Regions from separate parts of the Bombyx mori genome. Here regions 1 and 2 are each linked to region 3. A link is a contact called in public Hi-C data. All regions are on one chromosome and are shown on one strand. Each heading gives the region's core, a stretch centred on a gene start, on an enhancer-like site or on the middle of the called end of the contact. The rest is flanking DNA. Distances are from core to core; before and after follow the strand shown.

Evidence for each region. A called contact is a pair of places that touch in the nucleus more often than the background predicts.
Region 1: a contact with region 3 is called in a Hi-C map of whole pupa, with 4 times the contacts expected there. The contact joins the promoter of LOC101735390 here to the enhancer-like site in region 3. A contact is called at or near these places in 2 of 7 Hi-C or Micro-C datasets (both in whole pupa).
Region 2: a Hi-C map of middle silk gland shows a contact between it and region 3, with 2.7 times the contacts expected there. The contact joins two enhancer-like sites. A contact is called at or near these places in 2 of 7 Hi-C or Micro-C datasets (middle silk gland and whole pupa).

Annotation. Positions count from the first base shown.
Region 1 is chr16:8,465,093-8,469,738 of ASM3026992v2, reverse strand. It overlaps LOC101735390 (optomotor-blind protein), which reads right to left and starts at 3,061. Exons shown (of 7, transcript XM_038016614.2): 1 at 2,473-3,061. The coding sequence starts at 2,792.
Region 2 is chr16:8,669,020-8,673,683 of ASM3026992v2, reverse strand. All of the region lies in intron 2 of LOC100126867 (FancJ-like protein), which reads right to left. Among protein-coding and RNA genes, the nearest start is that of LOC100126867, 14 kb to the right of the region's middle. Within about 2 kb of position 1,658, at least 4 of the 8 cell types and tissues checked have open chromatin away from gene starts, as enhancers often do.
Region 3 is chr16:8,577,715-8,582,488 of ASM3026992v2, reverse strand. The region is part of intron 3 of LOC101735390 (optomotor-blind protein); the gene reads right to left. Among protein-coding and RNA genes, the nearest start is that of LOC134200339, 69 kb to the left of the region's middle. Within about 2 kb of position 1,343, at least 8 of the 8 cell types and tissues checked have open chromatin away from gene starts, as enhancers often do.

The sequences.
Region 1 (4,646 bases), core at 1,812-4,311, 110 kb after region 3:
TTACTGGTAGATAGACTAGGTACCATTACCCTGCCTATCTCTGCCGGGAAGTAGTAATGCGTTCTAGTTCGGAGTGTAACAACCGCTACATGAGGCATGCTATTGAGACATGTCTCAAGACAGGTGGTAGCATTCATGTGCGCGAGTTCTTTCACCTCTCTCTCTTCTCTCTCTTCTTCAACCCATGTATATCCAGTGTTAGGTGTAGGTCTTTTCAAATGCACTCCATTCTTTTCGGTCTCTTGCCTTTCGCATCCAGTCTTTACTCGTTATTTAGACCAGGTCGTCTGTCCACCTCATTGGTCTACCCACACGACGTCCAGTACGAGTTCATTCACCTATGCAATAGAAATTACAAGCGCAGTCTTCTAAGTCAATCAAACAACAATTAATTTCCCTCGAAATAGCGCGCTATACGGAAGAGGAGCAGAACTTTGTTTTTGTTGGTTTTTTAGACTTTTAACTTTGCATTTTTCGAGAAAAGGTCGACCGACGCCTTCACAATAATGTTCGCCACTTTAACTTCCGAAAAAAAAAACATCTTCGTTCTTTTTTTCCTTCCGTGGGCTCCTCTTTGAAGTTTCGTCAACCCTCTTCCAAAAGTTGTGGACGACTCACAGATATTTTAGCCCTTCAAGTGTTCCCGTTCGAGTTAATTTTACTGTTTCAACTGTTGTAAAGCTGTTTTGATGGTTTCACTTTATGTTTCGTGAATGAACGATTTAGATCATTTTACAATCGTTATTTTACGGATCAATACGTATAATAATATGTGATTCGTTGTAATAGGCCAAAACGAATAGGCAGTTTCCAATATTTACAGAGGCAAAGACAATTGTTTGGCAAAACTTTGAGTGGTTATTAAGGAAAGAAAATTAAAATTCCTGCATTTAGGCACACTTGACTTGCAGATTATTTCAAACAAGCATTGTCTATCTTATCTTATTGACTTCTATCAAGTTGCAAATATTAGTAATCTACTACAATGTCGGTTGCGCCTGTCATTTGTTTATTCTGTCAATAAATCTAATGTGGAACAATAAATCGTGAAAACTAAGCTTTATTTAAATTCAGTTCAATACTTTTGTGATAGTACAAGTCTATGGTCAAAATTTAGATAGTTATTATAACGTACCTATATCATTAATGTGTATGCGACATTCTCACGCATCATTATAGAGTGATTACTTTATTTATTATATTACTTTCAAATATAATTTTTTTTGTCGTACTGTTAACATATAAATTTAGGCTATTTTTCCGCTGTTTGTAAAATTGCTGTAACATGTCATAGTTTGTTATAAGAGATTGCTGTACATGCCTGTAACTGGCTTACATACCAGTACTCAATTATATACATGTTAATTTTAAGCTTGAATGTTTTGTGTGTATTGCTGTTGGTGTGTCTAAATAAATAAATAAATTACAATTCAAAATGAATCATTTCTCTTTATGCTTCCAGGTCAAACTACAAACAGGTCAAACTAAATTTCAAATCACACCTTTCCAAAATTTATCATACTAACTGGCTGATTTGAGTATAAAATAAAAAAAAATCATTTCATTCAAATCATTTGTTTATTCTGTCAATAAATCTATTGTGGAACAACGTCTAAATTGCAATGCAAACCTTCAGATTGTACTAAATGATTGGACTCAATTGGTTGTTTAAAATAAATCAATCAAAACTGCAATGCGAGTTTGGTTAACAAAACGTCATTGAACATACAAAATAGTATACGTTGGATTTGTTTTTACGAAATTTAACATTTCAATGTCACACTTTTTATCCATAAGATTTATCGAATATAAAATAATCAGTGAAATTCATGATTTTTCATTATTTGACATAATTATTGTCACCCAGTTGCAAGTAGAGCACGGGAGCGGCGGCCAGAAGCTTGATGAAAAAATGCGCCTATAAATCCTAAATACATCGCTTCGAATCACATCAGTGTTGTTCAGTAAACCAGAAATTATTTATTTTATAACCCGATAATATAATATCGTTGTTGTAAGTAAACAATAGTTAATTACATGTTGCAGTTATGTTTTTTGCTTGTTAGCAATACACATTTCAACTACAATTTTAAGCCTATAATTTTGTGTGGATGAGTTTCGATTTTAACTTTATTAAAAGTTGTAATATTCTGTGCCAGTTTTTCCTTTTCGGTTATATGAATAAATTACTTTTTGCCGTGTCTTTTTTTAGTTATTAGTCTTTCGTTTTGAAATTGGCCTAAAGTAAACAAGTAATGTATTTGTAAACAATCGCACAGTGATGCTTATTTTTTTAGTTTTTGTTTTATTCGATATTCTACAGCCCTAGAGGTTCGTTACTTACCAGTCGTACCATCTATAATATAGGTATGCAGTGGACGATATCACTCACAACACTAATCACGTTAAAACATCTCGAGCACGCATCACAGTAATGAGCAAAGGCGGATCGCGTCACGGGGCCGTACTGACCTGCCACTCTTGGTGATCACCATCTCGGTGCCGAGCTTGTGAAACTTCTCCCAGAGGTCCTTGCCTTCAAGGGTGACCTTAGGATCGTCGACGACACCGTCGTCGTCAGGCGGTAGAGGCGCGTACGGCGGCGGCGGAGGCTTGAGCAGAGGACAGGGAGCGGACAGCGCGGCGGCAGCGGCCAACGCGGCCGGCAAGTAAGGCGGCGGCGGCAGCGCGCCCGCCGTCAGCAGCGCCGACACCGAGAAGTCGCTCGGGCGCGGCGCCAGCAGCGGATGGAAGGCGACGGCGTCGCGCCGCTCCGCGCCCTCGAAGCGCATGCCCGCGCCGCCTGGGGCCCACGGCGCGCGCTCCACGACCGGCGTGCCCGGCGGCTCGCGCTCATGCAACGTCCATAACGCGCCGACCGGCGACTCGTTCGCGACACTTTTCGCTCGTCCCGTGGCGGCGACCGCTCTCGCGGCAGGCGTCAAACGACTGGCCGCCGGCGGCGCCGCGTCCGACACCCCTCCGCCGCGCGCCGCCCAATGGCGCTGGCGGGCGGGGCCGCGTTGTTTCCCGGCGGCGCGAGGTGTCCGCCACACCTCGCCGAGGGGCGCTCCGCTAATCTGGTTAATGCGGCGCGCGGGGGCGACACTCGCGCTCGCCGCCGCGCCCGCCGCCTCCTTCTAATTGGACACGTTTCCGTTCCTTCATCAATTGAGCTCGTTACGTTCTCGATGTATCTTTTGTGGTGCGATGCTAGACTCGGCCCTCCACATTGCGACCTCATACTGAGAAACTCACGAGGTTCTCACAGGCGTTCTCGGCTTAAAAATGGTCCAAATACGTACCTACATAAGAGAAAGACAATAGTCGTGTGCTTGAACTTTGTAGACAGTTCGTCCTTTAAAACTTTTGTATTAACTTAACTTCTGGGGAGAAGTAAAATCGCCGTTGTCATTTCACTGTAATTATTCGAGTTTCTTTTGTTGTTTTTGAAGTCACATTTACTTAACATTGGTAAACTATAAATATCATTAAAATTATTTCTTAAACTATAATTACGTAAAATCAGTTTTTTCCACTAAAGCTTAACAAAAAAATGTTTTTCTCGAATCTGTTTTTCATACAACGTATTTCAAATGCAAAATCTAGCTTTAGTGTACTTACCATATTAATTAAATAATATCAATTCGGAAGGCTTATTTTCTCGGGGCAATATCTTGAAATCGTGAAAGCTAAACTTTATTTAAATTCAGTTCAATACTTTTGTGATAGTACAAGTCTATGGTCAACATTTAGATAGTTATTATAACGTACCTATATTATTAATGTGTATGCGACATTCTCACGCATCATTATAGAGTGATTACAATTCAAAGGAATCATTTCTCTTTATGCTTCCAGGTCAAACTACAAACAGGTCAAACTAAATTTCAAGTCACACCTTTCCAAAATCTATCATACTGGCTGAATTGAGTATAAAAAAAAACAAAATATATTTTTTTGTATTACAGGAATCTTCAAAACGGACTAGAAGTTGCAATAATTTAACGTAGGTAAATCGCTTTGATCGTGTAAAAAAACTATTTACAGAACGCTGAAACAATTTTAAAGTCCAGAAATAATATTGGAAATGATTTATTCCGATAGCCGTTTAAATTTTTATGTACCTAGATTTGTTTACGTGTTTTAAGAAAAATGCACAGTTTTTATTAACTGTCTATAAAAGTTGTTATTACTCTTAAGCTTATCGGTGTAGCATTTCGGTTTGTGATCTGAGATATACCTACACAAGTCTTTTTACGAAAATTGCGCGGACGGAGGAGTATGAAATTTTCCACACTTATAAAGAATACAGAGAAGTGCACAATGCTAATATTTTTTTTAAATAATGCATAAAAGATACATTAAATCAATAAAGAAAACATTACACACACTACATACCATGTATTTAATGCACACACGCATGCATACTATTTATTGTCAAACTTTTGTTCTTGACGTCTGTTGTCAAATTGAGAATAGATTAAATATTGTTTGCCTTTGTTAATAATTTTCATAGTGTAGTCTTGGCGAAATTTGTGATTATAGAAGTATAAAATACAATCATAATAGTGTACAAACTTACAAATCCAATTAATTATAGTCGAATTTCGACTACTGCGGGACCTCTAGTTGTAATAAACATG
Region 2 (4,664 bases), core at 409-2,908, 91 kb before region 3:
AAAATTATAATTTTTGTAATTACTGGTGGTAGGACCTCTTGTGAGTCCGCATGGGTAGCTACTACCACTCTGCCTATTTGAGCCGTGAAGCAGAAATGCGTTTCGGTTTGAAGGGTGGGGCAGCCGCTGTAACTATACTAAGATTTTAGAACTCATACCTCAAGCTGGGTGGCGGCATTTACGTTGTAAATGTGTATGGGCTCCGGTAACCACTTAACACCAGGTGAGCTGTGAGCTCGTCCACCTATCTATGCAATACAGAAAAGCAAAGTGACGTACGGGCTCACAGCACGATTTAACATTGAATTTGAAAATACAGAAGAATCTTGATAAGTCGTAATTAAAAGAAAATACCTACCTTAAAAATCGAGTTAGGGAATTGTCGTCATCAAAGGAATTTCGAGATAAAAGGGTTTTAATTATTCTAGTTCAACTTAGAAAGGCACTTCTTCCAAATATAGTGTTCGAGTTGTAATAAAATAAAAATAAATTAATGAATAATGAAGTGGACCGTTTAAAGAACTGCAAAGAATATGAATTTTCTTCCTTTGATTTATAAAACTAATTAAGTTCAAACAATTAACCGTTACTTTGGACAAAAGTCAAAAATTCTATATACGTAAAGACTAAAATATTCGTACTAAATACTGAAAATTTAAATGTATTTTATTTAATGCGTTAAAAAAAAATTAAGACTCAAAAAAGTAAAATTGTTAACTTTTTTATCTTTGCCTTTTATTATCATCTAGTAGTGATTTTTTGACCCAAATACCACACGGTTCATTAGCTTTTATGCAATGAACTAAAGTCTTCTCAAGAAAAGATAAGTTAGATTCGGTTTCTGTTTAACTTACATGTTAGTTCTAAATGGTAGTATTTTATTAGATTCTGCATAGATGGCGCTGTTATCTAAATACAAAAACGATTACAATTTTAGTTCACAGCGATTCATGTAGATGGCGCTTTAACAGAAACTACAACAGCAAAGCAAACAAAAATTCTATTTTATTAATACGTGAACCAAAAACTTTGTATCCCTTTTTACGAATATTGCGCGGACGGAGGAGTATGAAATTTTCCACACTTATAGAGAACATAGAGAAGAAGTGCACAATGCTAATATTTTTTTAAAATAATGCATAAGAGATACATTAAATCAATAAAGAAAGCATTACACACACTATATACCATGTATTTGACGCACACACGCATGCATACTATTTATTGTCAAATTTTTGTTCTTGACGTCTGTGGTCAAATTGAGAATAGATTATTGTTTATCTCTATTAATATTTTTTTATAGAGTAGCCTTGGCGAAATTTGTGATTATAGAAGTATAAAATACAATCTTAACAGTGTACAAACTTACAATTCCAATTAATTATAGTCGGATTTCGACTACTGCGGGACCTCTAGTTCTATTTTATTACTCGTATTAGAAGATATTTTGACACCTTTAAAAATAAGAAACCTAGTCTATTCGTATCAAGCGATTCGTCTATAGCCGTGTTCGAAACACAAAGATTTAATTAACTTAACGTTTAAGATAGTCAAACTAGCTACTAGACTAGTAGCTTAGCTAGCAGATATACACAAGGTTATGGCCTGTTTGGTGTAAGGTGTAGGTAAGCTTTTCAGCTTCAACGAGTATCGAATAATAGTACTACACCAGCTTTTATAGTCTGAGGCAGGTACATTTTACTAAACAAGTAAGTGCCTATACGCGTTCATGACTTCAACTTCATGAAGAAATAATATCGTTTAATGAAATTCACGCCCGCGATTTTTTATGTATGCGTCATTAACTGTCGCAGTATTTATGAACTGGCAGTGTAAGGTTACGAATTTTACCAGCAACCATTCTATTTCTTTTGCGAACCAATCATACTGTTCTATTCTTCATAGAATAGTAAAACTACTTCTCTAGCCTTTATTACATTATAATAGCCATTATCTTCATCACGTGGTCGATGTAGTTCACGGTAAGTTGTTTATAAGCCAAAAGGAAAGTTAGTAGCCTTCCTTTAATTGACACATTGTAATTAATTGAACATAGTCCGTATTTAGTATTAAATAGTTTTTAATTTTAATATTTCACTGTAAAACCACTTTTGTATTATATTGTCTTGTCTGAGATTATTATAGCAACGATACGTTTTCTTTAAAAGCAATTTCATCTTTTTTGGTTCCGCTATTCCGCAATAGATGGCGCTACGTACCACATATTTAAACTAAAGACAAAACGGTACACAAAAGTTCTTAACGTTTCCCACGTCTATGATTAAATGTAAAACATTTGTTAATTTAATTTAATATCTGATTTATTTGGATCTTCAAATTCGAGCGCGTTCGAAACCAGAAGTATTATTAGAAGGGTCGTAGTGGCAAATGTATCCAAGTGGTCTACCAAAAAAAAAGTACCTGAGAACGAAGCATACCACTGATACCACAAAAAATATGTACCACATATTTTTTGAAGTCTAATTTGAGCTATAGGTACTTGGATATGAATTTTCAATATACAATATTTCTGTTGATTTTTTTAACTATCAGCTTTGAGTTAAATATACACATCACGCTTATCAGATCGCGAGGGGTCAACGCAAAGCAACCGTCACCAGAAACATGTCTTGTCGGATCCCCTGGATTAACTTTCGGTGCTCTTAGACCTCTCAAGCACTGGTCACCGTCCTTGTCGAACTCGACGAGCGAACTAACCCAAAGACACAGTCCACTAAGTTTCTCGCCGGATCTTCCCGGTGGGTCGCAATTCCGATCCGGTGGTAGATTCTGCGAAGTACCGCTCTTGCTAGGGCTAGTGTTAGCAAATTCTATGAGGTTGAGCCCGTGAGCTCACCTACCCGTCCGGGCGTAGCTGGAATAGCCCCTTCCCACCCACCAACGAATAGGTAGGGAAAAGAAGGCAGATAGGGTCCGGGCGTAGATGGAACAGTCTCTTAGGTTACCAGCAAATTGTTCACGTTTCGGTGGCTGGGTCGGAAATTCACTTATTGAAGTTCGCATATCATCCAACGACGGCTACTTTTTTAAAATAAATATATAGAACTATATATCTATATATATAAAAATGAATTGCTGTCCGTTAGTCTCGCTAAAACTCGAGAACGGCTGGACCGATTTGGCTAATTTTGGTCTTGAATTATTTGTGGAAGTCCAGAGAAGGTTTAAAATGTAGATAAATATGAAAATGCTCGGAATTATAATATAAAAATAACAATTTTGTTTTTCCTTTGATGTGTTCTCCGTCGGACGGATTCCGTTTGTTGGTTTTAAGTATATTTTATACAAAAGTTTAGGTCTTTTATTTATCGATTGAGGCACTACGAAGTCTGCTGGGTCAGCTAGTATAGAATAGAAAAATGCCGTTGCGGAGTCGGTATACACGTAAACGTCGCAGTCACTATATCCGCGCACTAAAAACTATCCGTTAAAATAATTCATGATCACATTCTTATTACAAACAATGATTAACTGTCTAACGCCACGCCATCCGAGCGATCGAATCGAACGATGTCCGATTAAGCAGCCACCAATCATTGTGAAAATAATAAAAAAACGTATACACAAACAAACAACAAATTGGAAAAATGATAAAATTTCGGTGAACGTCGGGGGTAAGAGTCACGGAACAAATGCCAAACGCCCATCACATTAATAGATTGACGTGCTTAAAACTGTAAAATTACAATTCTGTCTAATCTTTAACGTCCACCAATGCGACGTGGCACTCTCTGTGACGAGTGTTAGACATAGTAACAGATTTTAATTTATATATTGCCAGCGAACGTAGACTCCGGAATAGAAAAGTTTTTGAAGTGAAACTTCTTTAGGCGCATGAGGGTAAATTTTTTACAGAACGTCACGCAGGTATGCAACGGAAGTGACGTCAAACTACTATTGAAATTAAGTACTTGTCAAATGTCAGTAGTAGTAGTTGTTGTATTTTTCCAACTGGAAAGGAAAATGTATCATACCATACAGCCTAATATTTTATAATTTTTTTGTGAAAAATGTTAATAGGAATTGAAATGAAATGAAAAGAATTTGGAACATTAATCAAATAGCATGAAATTAAATTAGTCAATTGGCAAAATATTAGTCATTTACAATTTAGAAATCTAAACATAATGTGACTGTCAACACTGAGGTTTGAGATTGACATTTGACAGACTTTTGGCGGGAACATATCTTCGTTTTTCCCATCCTCTAAGTCTCGGAAATCTAAAGTTTTAGATTTGTATAAATATAAGCAAGACTTATAAATTAGTTCGCCAAAAAAGTTTCACTTCTGACATGTGTACTTTGTACGCACGCACATTTTTTTTTCCGTTTGGATGGTTGGACGAGCTCACGACCCACCTGGTCACATGGTGTTCAGTCACATGGTTACCAGAGCCCATAGAAGTCTATAACATAAATACCGCCACTCACCTTGACGACACCTTGACCAGTACAACTATTCAAACAAAAATGCATTACTGATTTACCTCAGGAATAGGCAGGGTGGTGGTGGTGGACCATGTCTAATCTTTCAATGACTGTCATATATCAAGAACAATAACGTTCTAAATCGTTATTTGGATGTTCGATGTATAGAATACGGCAAGCATTGCAATAGCCCAATTGTCTTCAGATGTGATAAA
Region 3 (4,774 bases), core at 94-2,593:
TACGGCTGGACAACAAATTTATATGTAAATCGGTCGGCACGGTGGTCCCGGGCGCCGTATCGATGATTCCCATATGTCGATTAAAGTAATTACCCCGCCCCGCAAGGACCACGAGTTCACTATCTATCCGTGTACGCTGTTAGATGATTAAATTTTTAAAACACCCTTCTATTCAGTTTTGTTTTGTTTTTGTGAAATATGTAATACCTACTAGACTATAAGTTGACTTTTCTAGTAAATCAAGTTTAAAAAAAAATCACAATTACACATTACGCTATTGTTGATACAAGTAAAATTATTTATTTTAAACTAGTTGACCCGGCAGATTTCGTAGTGCCTCAATCGATAAATAAGACTTAAACATTATATTTATCTACCGTTTAAACCTTCTCTGGACTTCCACAAGTAATTCAAGACCAAAATTAGCCAAATCGGTCCAGCCTTTCTCGAGTTTTAGCGAGACTAACGAACAGCAATTCATTTTTATATAATATATATAGATTATAATTCATTAATAAATTTTAAACTTAATTTTTTTTTCTGTTATCGAAATATCGACTTCGGTGAGTACGTCCTTAATTCATTAAGGTTAGTCTGAGTTAACAAGCGGGAGATGGCGCCACGAGTTTGTCTGTTTCCATTCTTTCGACACGGTCGCAGGTCGTAAACGAATTATTTTCTATTTTTATTATCTGCCTAACGATGATGTAAGGCTTCATTTGTAACATAATTTCGGCAGTTAGATTTGTTACACTAGCCAAGATACGTGTAAACTGTCTTTATGAATGGAATAGTTGAATGACGGGAAGCCTATTTTTAAGCTATTGCTTTGGCAGAGAGAGGCAAAAAGAATTTTTTTCGTTTCAAAAAAAAAAAGAAGATTAACTACTATAGATCATTTTTATCGTAATAAAAAAATTGAAATAGTTTGATTGTGCTACTCGTCAAAAGATGGCGCTGAATTTAGTTTGAATGAAATTTGTTTGCAGCTTTTCTTAATTTTATTCATGTTTTCAATGAAATGTATTTAGCCAAAATATTTGATTTTTTACTTTATTTAATTAATGTCTAGCGATTGTTTTAATTATTTACTAGAAACTTTTTGTTTTGAAAATGCATTACTTTAATGTAATTGGACCGTTCACTTCAATGTTATCAATCGTAATTAGTTCATTGAGATACGAGGGCATGACCTATCCCAATGTAGTTTGAATTTAATTACCGGTGCGAAGTGTTTTCCCAATTGTATGCGTTCCGTGCGCGTGGTATAACGCGGCGTCGTAGGTCGCCCCACGTTCGCGCCAAATGGCTAATTCGCGAGGCGAGCACGAGAAACCGCCATAACTCATAACGCGACGCGAGGACGAAACTCAGCGAACGCATCCGTCTCGCTCTAACGGACTAGAGAAACCCGAGTCGGACGCGCGCGGTTTTTCTTCTTTTACTCCCTTTCTAGAAATCTCATTTTGATTTTTATTCCGAACAGGGGCGTGGATGTTGCGTATTGTGTTTCGCTCGTTCGCCTCTCGTGTACGAGTTTTGAAGGCGTTTTAGCTTTTTGCTAAATTTAATTCGCGGAAGGGCCACGAAACGCGGATCGAGTGTTTAGAGAGTTTTGTTTTTGTTAAAGGAATCCGACGGACGCCGATGAGATTTCGTTTAGCGTTCCCGATATCGATCTAATTCGAATAATATATTTTTTCTTAAAACTAAATTCGAATTGTAATTTAAAAAAATTGAACATGGATACATAGTTCTCTCTATGACAGCGAAGTTGGTCTTACTATTCAAACATTTAAGTTAATTCGTATGAAAATTCTTACAACAATTTTCATAATTAGATATGTCTTTTTTTATATATTTTTTATTGCTTAGTTGGGTGGACGAGCTCACAGCCCACCTGGTGTTAAGTGGTTACTGGAGCCCATGGACATCTGCAACGTAAATGCGCCACCCACCTTGAGATATAAGTTCTAAGATCTCAGTATAGTTATAGTCTATTTAAAAACAGTTAGTAATCGCTCCCAATGTCAAATGGACGAGTATTAACCTCCAAAATCCAAAAACCCGATTGAGTAGCCGTCGAAATGTGATCCGTGCACCAACATTGAGTGTTAAAAATAAGTAAAAAAAAAACCACAGTGTTTAACTAAAGGAAGATTATGTTAGTCAGAGGAGCCGCCGATGCACTAATATTTGTCCAAACTGTTGACACGCAAACCGTCTCAACTGTACGCAAACAGAAGGGTTCACTAATGCCCTTTTTAGTACAAAAAGCGTAGACAAACATTGGATCCAAAGCGAAGGCCAAGCGATGTGATGCGCTCGAATAATTTGATATCTCTATCTACTCAGTTCTGTAGAAAGGTTCGTGTGGCCTGACCTTAACATTTTTTTACATGCAAAGAAAAATAATTGAAATAGGTTTTTGGAGTAGGGTCCACTTTTCCTCGTGATCTATGGAAAATAGGTACAATATGTAGGTTGCATCTAGGTAATGGTATGATTTAATGGGTACATGAACTTGATACCTTAGAACTTATATCTCAAGGTGGGTGGCGCATTTACGTTGTAGATGACCATGGGCTCCAGTAACCACTTAACACCAGGTGGGCTGTGAGCTCGTCCACTCATCTAAGCAATAAAAAAAACTGTCATACAAGATATGAAATACGTACTCAACCCACACTCACAGCTCACAGCCCACCTGGTGTTAAGTTGTTACTGGAGCCCATAGATATCTACAACGTAGACGTGCCACCCACTTTGAAATATAAGTTCTAAGGTCTCAAGTATAGTTACAACGGCTGCCCTACCCTTCAAACCAAAACGCATTACTGCTTCACGGCAGAAGTAGGCAGAGTAGTGGTACCTACCCGCGCGGACTCACAAGAGGTCCTACCACCAGTAATTACGCAAATTATAATTATGCGGGTTTGATTTTTATTACAAGATGTTATTCCTTGACCGTTGAAGTCAATCGTGAACATTTGTTGAGTATGTATTTCATTAGAAAAATTGGTACCCGCCTAGGATTCGAACATCGATGCAACGCTCAACACGAATGCACCGGACGTCTTATCCTTTAGGCCACGACGACTTAATAGTGGATAGAGAAGAGAGGCCCAGGGAAGGGTCGCGTGGCGTGCCGTGGAAAAGGCCTATGCCCAACATTGGCCTAAAAAAGGGTCTTTAATAATGATAATGACTATACCTATAATTAAAGTTTTTATTTTAATTATATCTAAATGAATAACGACAGGCGCCAATATGCAAACGACTTAAAGTAAAGGAGTATTTTCTATCTTAATAAACTTCATTATTAAAACAAAAATGTTTTTTTTATAAATAGGCAAAGGAATGCCATGCCATAGTATTTTTCAGGGCGAGTAAATTGCGTTATTTAATTATTGAAACCAATGTATACCGACTTATTTATTCATTGGATTACAACAGCAAAACTTTATAGATAATTAAACGTTTATTTCTACAATATTACGAACGAAAGAAGCGACGTCACATAAACTTGGTAGTGTATTTTTGCGTTTAAATAGCCAGAGATGGGTATGTATTCGATATCGACATATTCAACTATAAATAATTACTAAATTTTATTTTTAGTTTTATGTGTTATCTTTTTTTTTATTGCTTAGATGTGTGGACGAGCTCACAGCCCACCTGGTGTTAAGTGGTTACTGGAGCTCATAGACATCCACGACGTAAATGCGCCACCCACCTTGAGATATAAGTTCTAAGGTCTCAGTATAGTTACAACGGCTGCCCCACCCTTCAAACCGAAACGCATTTCTGCTTCACGGCAGAAATAGGCAGGGCGGTGGTACCCACCCGCGCGGACTCACAAGAGGTCCTACCACCAGTAATGAAATCTAGTATCTGTGACTAGAAAGGAGATTTATTAGGTACGTCATTTAATCAATTTTGAAATTTTTCAAAATATTTGGTTCTGATTTTACGTAGAAAATAAAGAAAAAAATCTAACAGCAAGCATCCATTCTGTAGTGGTAATTTTGCAATTTGGTTGGAAATTTTTCAAGAGTAGTTTAAAGTTGTTTCGAATTGTCATGAAATTTTGAATTGTTGCTGTCTGTTGTTTATTTTCATTTTGCATTGAATATTATTAGTAAATAAATGAATGTATGAAACATGTGATTCACATTCGAAATCTATTTATTTTAATTTAATGCATTATTATTGCTGTCGATAAAGATAAGTTTTGTAGCGCGTCTAAACGCAACTACAAAATCAAACGGCACTTCAAATTTTCGTGTCTATGGGCGTCGCAAACTATATTGTGCCAGAGCCGTAATGTAACAGAACGTCATGTTATAAATTAGAACAAAACCGATCTGTGTTTTCCATACTGGATCGATTTAAGGGATATAAATATGCGTATTTCGATTTTCGCAAACGCCTACAGCATGTCCGTTCGCGGGTGCAAATCCATTAGCAAGTAATGAGGTATCGGCGGGCGGGCTCTAAATTAAAATAAATATTTGTCGGCAGCGCGGGCGCAAAGAGACGTCGCTTTCATCTCCGCCGACACAGGTGCCGCGGGCTCGGCGTGCACTCCCACAATACTTGCGCACTCGAGTTCTCAACGAGCTCACCTTACCATCACTCAGCCTCTTATTAAGGCAAACATCTTCGACATCATTCCTGAAACGCACAACAGGGATCCGGAATTGCGAATTCTTTATTAGCTTTCCGATCCAGCCTATTTTGACGTGTATATTTTGTGTTGATTAAGTGCTTT